Regions from separate parts of the Oryzias latipes genome. Here region 1 is linked to region 2. Evidence: chromatin contacts called from public Hi-C data. All regions are on one chromosome and are shown on one strand. The core of a region is the stretch at or near the end of the contact, and the rest is flanking DNA. Distances in the headings are between cores, read along the strand shown. Region 1 holds the start of cck (cholecystokinin). Region 2 has its middle 34 kb from the start of trim71.

Evidence for each region. A called contact is a pair of places that touch in the nucleus more often than the background predicts.
Region 1: a Hi-C map of embryo shows a contact between it and region 2, with 1.9 times the contacts expected there. The contact joins the promoter of cck here to the enhancer-like site in region 2. A contact is called at or near these places in 4 of 5 Hi-C or Micro-C datasets (embryo and gastrula embryo).

Annotation. Positions count from the first base shown.
Region 1 is chr11:14,260,985-14,266,977 of ASM223467v1, reverse strand. cck (cholecystokinin) reads right to left here and starts at 1,639. Exons shown (of 4, transcript XM_004073873.4): 1 at 1,504-1,639; 2 at 1,060-1,180; 3 at 822-980. The coding sequence starts at 1,180.
Region 2 is chr11:14,227,190-14,233,301 of ASM223467v1, reverse strand. No RefSeq gene overlaps it. Among protein-coding and RNA genes, the nearest start is that of trim71, 34 kb to the right of the region's middle. Within about 2 kb of position 2,126, at least 3 of the 8 cell types and tissues checked have an H3K27ac peak or open chromatin away from gene starts, as enhancers often do. A contact at or near this core is called in embryo, where this site is marked.

The DNA.
Region 1 (5,993 bases), core at 390-2,889, 34 kb before region 2:
CCTCCTTCTCATCTCCCTTTTTTTCCCTGGTCCTGATTTTTTTAATTCCAAGCAGAGCTCACGAGCAAAACTACACGCTCACAGAAACACACTTTCCCTCCACCCGCATCCTCCCCCGCAAAATGTGCACGCACACCGACACACCAGTGCGACTCCCTGGCACGCTGAGAGGATTGGCCGCAGAAGGCTTGACAACGACACCTCCCACACCAAAAACTTGCAAGTGAACAAACAGCGTGAACGCAGGCACAGACGCCCACAGAAGCACACCCAGGCACCCGATCCCTCCGGTAATAAATATTAATTTCAGCGTGCCCTTTGACTTTTTGTACATTTCTGTGTCCAAGTTTTTACTTTGTGTGAAGCAGAAACATTTCAGAGTTTGAGTGGGGATTTAGCAGATCTAATGGCCAGAATAAATCAGCCAGCTAAGGAAAGTTAAACTATGAAAATGGTAACATATAAGCTAAAAATAAATTAATTTTCATGCTAGATGTTTTGTTTTAAAATCAAATTCTGGAAGAAATCTTTTGAGTGGTGTCTGTGGGTTTAAAAAAGGGAGAATATTAGTTGTAAGATTTAGCATGAGATGATAAAAGATGCCAAGAGAAGATTAACCGGAAAGATGTACGCACTAATAAACGCTTTTTCAAACCACAAAAGCTTTTCAGTGCTACTAACTCGTTTTACAAAGCCGGCTTTGCACTAAGGAGGAGGAGTGGCAGGAAAAAGCACTCGCCTTTAAAATCCTTTACAGTTTTATCATTCTTTGCAGTTGCACAACAAAGAGTCTGCTCAAAGTTGCACACGTCCTAACACACCTTTCCTGGTGGAGATGAGTCTTGCCAGCAGCTCACTGAGGTTTGCCCGTGAATCTCCATCCTCCTCAGCCCCGGGAAGGTCTTTCAGCTGCGTGGTGGAACGGCTATGTCGGACGTGGGCGCCATCCAAACTTTTGGTGTCGGCCTCAGGAAGAGCAACTTAAAGTGCACACAAGATAAAATCAGGTGTGAAATCGTGACACAAAGGAAAGCTGTTTGTTCTGCATGAGAGTCGCACCTTCAGAAGGAGCTGAGAGGGAGTGCTGGCCCTCATCTGAGGGTGCTGAGGAGACGGGGAGCCCCAAGCAGCTTGTGCACAAAACTGCCAGCACCACACACACTCCCAGGCCAGCGGTCATCTGAAACACAGACAGAAGACGGAGCGTTTCAGATGATGTCCTCCACTCTGGTTCAACCTGCTCTGCCGTCCAGAGCTCCAGCTTCAGTCATGTGAGGAGCTGCTCGTCCTGATGGTCATTCCATCAGGTCAAACTGACCTGATCCTCAATGTTAAGAAAGCATTTTTCATGTCAGGTTTGCTTTTAGAAATATATGATAAAACCTCCAATTTTCATTCAAAAGAACATAAGAAAGTGTCAAAATATTAACAAATTCAATCCTTTCAGGAAATCCTCTAATGTCAGTATGTCATCCATCAGTTTAGAAAAAGAGTCTTCCTTACCTTGAGGAGAGAAGTTGAGCGTGTGAGCAGAGTATGAGAGTGAGGAGAGCAGTTCTCCGAAGAGCGGGAAGGAAGCCTCTTTTATACTCCCCGCTCAGCTCCGTCTCAGTGTGTGTTTATGTGTGCGCCTCCATGTGCATTCTGTGTAGTCCATCGAGTGTTTGCTAACGTAACACCACCACATTTGTTACAGCAGCAATCAAACAGCATCACCCTTTCGATTTTATTATCTGTTTGTTTGTCGTTTGATTCCACATCAGGAGCTGCCTGTTCATACCTCACCTGCTGTATGAGTGGTGAAACATGGACCTAAAGCTGGAGGATGGCCAAAAGTTGGGCTCTATAAGTGCAGCTTTGGTTCTAAAGGAAGTTATTTTTGATCTGGGGTGCTTGTTGATGAACCCGAATGGATGTGTGTGTGCAGTGACGGTGGGGGTCAGGCTTGTGTAGGTGTGAGTATGTGTGCACACCCACACAGGCATGATGCTGAAAAAGTAGGCGGAAGCACAAATGAAAATCTTCAGTTTTTCGACTGAGCTTGAAGTGAGACATCTGCACGATCCACCCACCGTCTCACACCCCAGTCTCACTCTCCAACGGCACAAGATTAGACCCAGCAACCGGGCTCCAGGAGATCAGAAAAGTCAAAATTGCTATTGATCACCTCATTTTATTAATGAGGGGGACCAGTCTGTCAGTGGGGAGCTGTTTCTAAAATTTTTAATTAAAAAAAATCAGGTCCAGAGAGTGTTTAAACAAAGGCAGATATTAAAACTACTTGAATGAAATTATTTATCTAAACAAAACAATCACACTAACATTTATGGTCTAATTATCCTAAGTTTGATTCGTCATTGTATAAATGGATAACTGATGATTGTTTTGTGTGGTATTCTTATTTGATTGCTTGAAATAAACCATTTCAAATCAAATCAAATCAAAAGGTAAATGATGAATTCATTTCCAAGCAATAAATAAAACCATAGAAAGAAAAAAGTGCAGACTTTTTTGAAAGCCCATATGGGCCGGCCCACACAATACAGGGGCGTAGCAAACAATCTGAGGCTCTCAAGATTTCATTTAACCCTTGTGCTATCTTAGATGACCCCACCCTTGCATTGTAGTGTTCCTCCTACCATGACAAAGGTGGATAAAGGTGGAAAGATTTCATGTAATCCATGGACACCAGTGAAGATCACAAATCATTGAAGAAAAAAGGTTCAGAGCACTGTCTAGTGGGTCTAGATGACCCGACTCCCAATGTTAAAGTGCCTAGGATAGCACAAGGGTAACAAACGATTCTCGACTCAGCGACTAACGACAGGATCAAAGATGCTCCAGTTGTGTTTTTGACAGTTCGTCTTCATGCAGCTTCACTGAAGTTAGTGGGTTTGACTGATGACTTGAGGTCATCTGCCCTGTTTGAGTCCAACTGTTTCAGCTTTCTGTTTCCATGCTGTGCAGAATGAAAACCTGTACTGAAGTTGACAAAAAAGGAAAAAATGTAAGATGAAAGTACACCAAGCAGAAGACTGGTTCATCTAGAAAGCAGTGTGAATGCTTTCTAGAGGAACCAGCAGGACTTGACTCTAAAGGTGCCAAACAAAACAATGAAAACCAAGAAACCTGGCAGGTTGTTATGTAACAGTCAGATCTTTAAAGACCCACTTCAATTATCTTTTTATCTATTTTCAAACATTCCCAGTGGACTTTTTGTGAGGAAACTGGTGATTCTAAACAGGACTGTAGATAAAAAAGGTTAGGTTCGTACCCATCAGTTTCCTGCACACAGAAACGAATGAATAATGACTCAGAGACAGGTACTTATATTTTGTGGAAGTTTTACTTCGTACAAACATGAAGGGGACAGACAGATGAACATGGTGCATTCAAAGTCTGAACACCGAAGGCAGGGAGATGGGCTTGGTATAAGAACCCTGCATTTGCATATTCAGAAGATCATACACTGGACAATGGTGTGAAAATCACACCCGCATGTTGTTACTGGAGAGGCGCTCCAAGGTCGCAATGGAGTTATCTCTGAGGCATCACACACAAAAAAAAGGGAGTATGAGAAGAAACTGTGAGAAAAATAGCTGGGCTGTGCTGTCTTCAAATGTAATATAATTGTGAGGCGATAATACATGCTTAATGAATTAAGTTTAAACCATTAGTCTAATAAAAAAGTTAAAGGCATTTTCTAACTATTCTTAACACTTTTAATTCTGATTATGCAGATTTATGTCGAACAAAAATAAAAATAACCTGTATTGTTTTCTTGGGCATAGTTTCTGCAGAGCAGCAGGAGTTCTTTAGATATTTACCCTTTAAATTATGGGATGGAGCAATCCATTGAACTTTATACAGTATGATAAAAACTGTATAAAGCTAAAATAACCTCAATGTGCAAACATGTATATATGTATATATATATATATATATATATATATATATATATATATATATATATTTCCTAAACGATGTCAGAAAGCTTCGGTTTCTAAATCTGGATAGAACGGCATCCCAGGTTTACAGGTGTTTTCTCAGAGGGTGGATGGCTTCTCCCTTCCAGGCAGGCAAAGCAGCTGCTGTGAGACAGTCTGTGTGCTTCTCAGAAATCCCAGAGAGTTTTGTTAACCACCTATGATGCTCTGTGGTAAAACTGTTCTCCTTCACTGGCACGTTTTCTGCAGGCTCTTCAAAAGGCCACAAGAGTAGGAGGTGAGGCCGCAGCCAGGCCAATGTATCAACTCCTTGTTGTGGGAGGAGGGTATGGGTCTGTCTAATGGACAGACTGCATGAATGTGCTGACAGAGTTTCACATGTGGACTGCCGGTTGTTCGGAGCCAGGATCTGAGCTTTGCTTCTCTGTCAGTCTGAATTCCTGCTGCAAACATTGAGCTGCTCTCAACGCGTCCAGACGCCAACAGTCCATCCTCTGCAGCGATCAACTGTGTGAAAAAAAAAAAGACGCTATATAAATAGACGTGAGAGACACTGAATGTTTGCAGCAGCTTAAGCATGCAGTCAGCAAACATGGTAAATTATTTATCCTCCTTTTAATACCATCATCAAACATGGGTCTCAGACATGCCTCCGAGGACGGACATTTTGATGTTTCTTCTCAGATCAATCATTATTTCTAGTCCACAGAATCACTGCAGGTTTTAGACCCGGGTAAGCTGTCGACGTGAAACCGCTTTTTATTCAGGTGCACTTAACTACGCAGAGGTTTTCTAATAATAAATATTTGGCAGAAAACATGGGGACTCACAAAAAAGACTGAAATCTGAGAGGTAAAAAAGAAAACTAGAAGACAAAAACGGAAATATTTCCATATTTCATTGCGTCTGAAGTCAATGCTCCTTCTGAAGTGTTTCAATCTTGACTAACAGAACACAATATCAGCACTTCAAATTTTGCGGTACATCGAGTCCTTGTATTTTTTCAAGCAAAAACCTTTTTTCTATTCACAAGAAAAACTCTAGTTTAGTTCAGTTTGTCAGTTTGTTTTAGACAGAAGTTTAACAAATCTTTATTTCTCCAAATTGTTGGATTTATGATGGACTCATTTTAGTATTTCTAATGCGATCCTCCATCCTGATATGGATCCCAAACATCTTTCAATTTTGCATCCTAAGAACCTAAAACATGAAGCAAAGGTTATTAAAACACTAATTTTCCTTTGTGTCTCTGCCAGCGGTGAAGAATTCATTTCCACACATGAAGCCTTTCCATTTCTCCTGCAGGCTGCAGGCGACGGCTCCTGTCGCGCGAATGAATCTCCCAGGAGATCGGACCCCGGTGCGGACAGGACAGGAAGACCTATTACATCGTGTGCTTCCCATCAATTGTTCTGACACATAAGTTGATGAGGCCGGTGTCATCTCACAGCTGCAATGGAGCCATTATGATGGAGATGGTCACACGTATTATGATGTGCAAATTGGTCAAATCTTCTTGTTCTTGTGCAGTTACCCCTCCCCATCACCTGTGACACACAAGCTGCTTCTTTCGTCCTCCACCTCTGTTCTTTATGGAGTCCACTTGGTCTGTGTGAATGTGAGAGGAGGACCTGAGAGACGCTGCTAATCATTCAGTGATTAACAGATAGTTAAGTGTAGCTGCTGCTGTGAGGGTCTCCCAGCTGTCCATGTTATTGATTAGAGTTAATTAAAATCATGTTTCACTTGCTGCTTAGCGACTCGACTCGTTCTTCAGCTGCAGCTCCAGGCGCTTTGTGAAATCTAGAGGCATTTCTATAGGTGGAAACTTGAATTTTTCTATTTGGTATGGATGACATTTTAACAGAAATGTAACTTTTTTTTAGTCATAAGCTGAGGCGGTGAAGAAAAATGTTGTGATGAACTGCATTGAAGGTCTGAGATAATAGAAGAGGAGAGCAGGGCAGATGCAGAAGCTGTGCCGGGGCCCCCCTCTCCAGAACCTTTGACAGGAATTTGAAGTTGGAAATCAGGAGGCAGTTTGAC
Region 2 (6,112 bases), core at 877-3,376:
AACGGAGCGGAGGTCAATGAGCTCTTATAAGCTTCTATCTTGCATCTGTCACTTCCAATGGTTATCAGTCCACTGTCTGCTTTCAGAGGCCGGGTGTGTGTGAGCTCAAGTGTGTGTTTGATGAGGCTTCACGGTGCAGAACGACCGAGAAGTTCTCAACCAAAACAAAACTTCAGGTTAAGAAGCCACGCTCCTTTTTTTACCATTCGTTCCTATTTGATCCCATTCTGCCTGACGAGGCTGCTGCAGTTGGGTTGCCATGACTCCGAGCCCAAAAGGAGTAAGACGAGGATGATTCAGTTTATCTGCAGAAGAAATTATTAGGACGACGATGGGTAATGTCGTGTCCCACGGCTGCTGCGTTAACATCATTTCATCTTCTAAAGATGGTCTGATCCAAAAATTAAAAAAAAGGTTATTATCTCCTGCTGCAGGCAGGCCAAAGGACGACCCAACCTTCCCCACCTGAAGGAACGTTTGAGGTCTGATTTAGCAGTCTGACTAGTTCTCTTAATTACAGAAAATACGCACCAGACTAACACATATTTTTCAACAACAATCCAGGTGGATCCTGCTGTTTTGCCCCAATACAGTAGGTGGCAGGATGCCTTTTATTTTTTTATTTTTAATTTACTAATGAGCTTGCAGAAAAAGTACTACAGACTTTTGGGAGAAATGGTGGATGGTGGACGAGAAATTAAATAGTTTACAAATTAACTGAAACTAACTGAAAACTTAAAACTTGAAGTTAAGGATCCCTTTCTTTTTTTTTTATAAATAAAAAGAAACTCAAGATCAGGAAAAGTGGTTGTTGGAGAAGCTTCAAGAGATCAGAAGTCATGCAGAAACTGAGAATATAAAAAAAAAAAGTCAGAATTAAAAAGAGAATCACGAAACACTAAAACAGGACTTTTGATCATCGACTGTATAAGAGAACTGGACAGAGTTAGCGTGACGTCATCCGTGGAAAAGGGTTTACTATCGGCTCCAACCAGACTGAAGCATTTTTTGGTGATTTGGACGGCGCCATTTGTTGGAACCATACAACATAAGTAAGCAGTGTTTGGTCCAAGTGTGTCTGAGTCAATATTTTTATGGCAACCACTCTCACCAATCAGGAGTGAACTTATTGGAAGTCCACCCTCCTACCACTTGGAAGCGGAAGAATCTGTCAATCAAATATTTAGAACTTTGGATGTTGGGGCCAGCAGGAACCACATACAAAGTAGTGCGTTAAGTCTTGTAATTCACACTTTGCACCATTATCCCTAACTTTATCCACACCCAGCAGCCAATCAAATTGGGTATTCACCTGGACTGTGGTATGAAGATATATCTATATCATACATGACACATTGAATCCATTAAACCTTAAGTTAATCAAAAAGAATTTAATTAATTGCTAAACAGGGAGGTGGACTGATATAAACCCCCCACCCCACCCTAACTGTATTTATGTTGTCTGTTCCAATGAAAGAAAATGCTAAATGTAACTTGATGTTTTAACAAATATGGGACATTTTCCAGAATTGGCTTTGGTCTTTAGGAAAGGAGATCAGAGCAGATGAACGGGAAAATGAAGGCGGCATGGAAGCTCACCTTCTCTGCTTGTATCAGCCGTGTGGCCCAGCAGCACCAGAGGAGACAAACAACAGTTTGTGAGAGGCATAAGGAGGACTTTAACACCTCGCTTTCAGCTTCCTGCTGAGCCGAATCTGTCTGAACGTTTCTGTCTCTGACTCTGTTTGTGGCGCCGCAAGCAAAAGAACGATGGCCTGCCTCCAACACACCAGCAGTTCATCACCTTCTAGATTCAGACAAATGCAGAGTGGGTTTTCTGAGCCTTTTGCTGGTTTTCTGTGCAAAAATGTTCTCGTCTTCTGATTGGGTTGATCCCCTCCCCCCCTTTTTTGGGCATCTTTGTGTCTGTGGAGAGCTTATAGAGAGACTTTGAAGAATGTAAAATCCAACACAAAATCAATGTCTGCCTCTGTGCTTCCTGCTGTGGCCCCGACTCCGCTCCTTCTCCCCACACCCACCGGAGAAATGTCTCTCGCTTCACAACTGAGCTCAAATTGGATTTGAAGGCATCTTCAGGGTCGGAGGTCACATCTCCCAGACTACGTCACGACCTCCGTCACTCCCACGTCAGCTGGGATCTGTGAGGGAGGGCTCAGTCCCATCCACCCACATCACAGAGCCTCATTTGGGAGCTGGAGATCCTGACACTGTTGACTGTGTTCAAATGAATCTCTGTCACAGACGTAACGCCGTTGTTCACGCCATCGTTTGTTCCAAAGATCCAACACGATGTAAAAAAGTTCACAAACGTTGTTTCCATCCTGATCCAGAAAAGATAGTGAAGAAGCAACATCATGGTTTGATCCATGAAAGGGAAGGAGGAACTTCTGAAAAAACTTTTCATCTGCTTTTGTTCTCAGATCAGGAAACAAAGTTTCCCCGTCTGCACCAGAGGAAGCCTCGTCCTTTTCACACTCAAATTCATCCTCACTGGAAGATTTGATTCATTCAACATTCAGTCATTTATAGAACACTTTGATGCAGATCTGAGCCGTTTCGGTGCTGTTGCTTTAAAGGTGGAGCTTTTATTGTGAAAGATTTAGCCTTAATCCTTAAACCTGAAGTTAACTGTCGTGTCATCTTAACACGAACAAGTTAGAGTTAAATCCAGATGATCTTTTCAAAACGTTTTCATCTGAATTTCAAGTAAACTAAAGCAGTTTTTCTTTTCTTCTCTCACAACCATACTGAACGTTTCTTTGGTTTAATGTTTCAGCAATAAACATGTTTTTTAATTTCCAGTAATTCTGCTCTCAGTCATTTTTCAGTCGTGAATGAATATATTTTATTTGAGATGTGTTTTTTCCTGCATGGATCATCTCCGCCATCTTGGTTTCTAATGAAAATGAATCCTGAACTGGGATGGGTTGCTCCCCCCACCTCAAAAATGATTTTTTTTTTTAAATCACAGTTAGGCGGGACAAAAAAGAAATTGTAACGCTCAAAAATCCCAAACCCTCAATTTGAGCAAATTAGAGCTTTAAAAGTTAAAATGACTACCCCCCCCCCCCCCCCCCATGAGAGATAACAAGCGTAACAGAAACAAACAATATATAGACATAATAAAAATATATGCATCATATCTATACATATAAATGTAACACATTTATAAATGTAATATGTCAGAAATGTACACAAAAATATAGAAAGGACTGGATAATAAGGCACACCATGCTTGGTTCCACCTGGTTTGTGTCTAAATTGGTAAGAGAAGGTTCATTTGAAACTCAAAAAAGCTGCAATTTTCTAATCCTTAATTCTAAGATGATACAGCTATAAAAAAGTGTTGCTACACCTTTTTTTTTCTGTGATTTTCTATTATTTCAGTGAAATGAATAATGGTCTTGTTAAGAAACACATGTGAAAAGGATGAGAGTGAAAAAAAATCACTGGTAAAATTTGAAACCAGCTCATTTTGGGCCTTTTGGGCTTCCATAGCCTCAGTGTCCGCTCCCATTATAAAGGCTGAAAACGTGCTGTGGTGAATCTGCTGCTGTTCCTAGCAGAACAAAGAGAACCAGCCTGGATCTCTGAGCTCTCGGGTGCCTTCACAGTCTGCTGCAGCTAATTGGCTCCTCTGAGAACCACCTCATCCACAAATGCAGAGACCTGCATGTAGACACGCACGCCAGCAGCAAAAGGTCCTCCCAGCCATCTGCTGGGGCCTCCTTCACCAGCTCTGCGCTCTGGATTGGAGGTGCCGCCGGCCTGCTGGTGTGTTTGATCAGCCAGGCGCTTCCTGTCGCCATTGCTTTGAAGAAGCTTTCATGGCTCAGTTGTGACTTTAGGACACTTCTCTGGTGGTTTCAAGGAGAATTTAGTTCATTTCACAGCCAGAGATCTCTGTCTCATTTATGCTTCATGGTACAATGCATTGTAATCCAGCCCCTCCTCTGTAATCTGATTACTTCAATATTCTGCATAAATACTGAATGTGAGACTGGAAGTCTCTATTAGGGAGTAAAGTTCAGTGTAATACTGCTGACATCTAGCGGTCGAGGAGTGAAACTGCAACATTCCAAATGCATTCCAACAAGGAATGCATGTAAAAATGACTATTATAAATAAATTTCAGCCTCAAATACACATGCAGATCTCTCCCTCCTATCATATTTTCTATATACCATACTTTCAAGACCATAAGGCGTACTAAAGTCCTACATTTTCTCCCAAATGTACGGTGCGCCCTATGGTGCGGCCCAAAGGGGTTGTTGTTTGACTTCTGTATAGAGGACGTAGGAGAGGACAGCATGAGAACGGTGAGGAGGGGAATTGACGACGTGAAAGAAGACACCCCGAATAGTACAAAGGTGCAGGTATGAGCATGATGCAGAACAACACCGTTTTGGAAACACTGAGAATTCTGCAAAGAGACTGCTTATGAAGCTCAGTTTCAAATGCAAGTTATCAGCTACGCGGAGGAACATGGGAATCGAGCAGCTGCGAAAGAATTCAAGGTGAATGAATCCATGATTTGCAAGTGGAGGAACTAAGCTGGAAAACAAACTCTGACAGTTAAGAGATGCAGCTGAGTTTCCACGGAAACAAGGCAAGGTTGACTTAGTTGGAAGACCTGAAACTGGCCGGCGGATTACAACGAAAAGCTGTCCATCTTCCGCTCCTCATACTGGGAGGCAGCGCCAGGCGAGTTACGCCACAGTTTTCTGAATGGAATGATACTTGGGCTGACGTGTCTTTCTTTCTGTTCTTGGATCTTTCCCAACAGGCGGCATCATTTATGAGGAGGCGCACGGCAACTAGACGGACTCTGACGATGACCAAAGGGAAGCCGGCGTGTTTGATAGAAATGTAGCCCAGCTGTTCATTCCAGATGCAGAAGATGACGACTTTAATGGAGTTCAGGATGCTGATTGATGACTGAAAAAAAAAAACACAACCAACTCAGTTTTGCTTCCTCTGCCTTTTTAAAACACGTGCATGTTTTACCGGTATGTGTTAACGTAAAACACCCATAACTGAAACTGCACCCTTTATTACATCCAGGGCTGTTGTATTGTAAGGAGAGGAGTGTGTTTCTGGGAATAATATGGCTTTAATTGTGTGTTTGTTTGTGTGTGTATGTATTGGCAGGACAGTGCGTGGTGTGGCTGTTTGACTATCACAGTTAAAAATTTCGGCTCTTTGTGTCAAACCTGTCGGCCCCCCTGAGCTAGAGGGAAAGAAGCGCTAAGGTTGTACTTCCTGTTCTGTCCACTAGGGAGAGCTGCGAACAAAGCTGCGGCAAAACTGGATTTTTTTTCTCTGTAAACAAACCAACAAAACAAAGTAAAAAATATGCAATTCTTAGAATTTGTTATATTTTTTTGTTTTTACCTATTTCCGGGGATTTTACAGCAGAAACAAAAAGCTTTAATCCACCAAAACAAATACCATACAGTCTGCAAACAGATCATGTAATTTAGATCATAGTTTGTATATTTTATGAGGAAAAAAAAAGGTTTGGGTGTTTTCAGCTCAAACTGCTTCATTTTTATGTTTGACAACGATTAAACAAATAATTATTTCAATTCCTTTCTTTACTTTATGCAAAACAAATTAGCACAGGACTACATAATATATTATAAATTTTCACATATGACTACTAAACAAAAGAAAAAAAAAATCTTTGAGAACAGTCTGAAAATTAAACCGTTTTTCTCTCCATAAAAACCAAATCAGGAAAAGCCCAAACCTAAGAAACAGAGAAACGTAATAAAGAGCTGCTTCCAGAAATGTTTTAAAATCAGGAAAATGAAAAAACTAATGAACGATGAAGATAAAAAATATACAACACAACAAAATGAAAAAGTTCTGAATCCCCAAACTCACTGTTTACAAGCCCTGAACAAAGCCACGAGATTTTAGCTTCAGTTCATCGAACTGTCCCTCAATGTAACTCATTTAATCCAGTTAAAATAGCTAAAACTCTGCATTGACTTCACAATACAGTGGAGGAAATGAGTATTTGCTTATTTTGTGAAATTAAATTGTCATCCTGATGGTAGGTTCATTTGTACAGTCAGAGATAGAA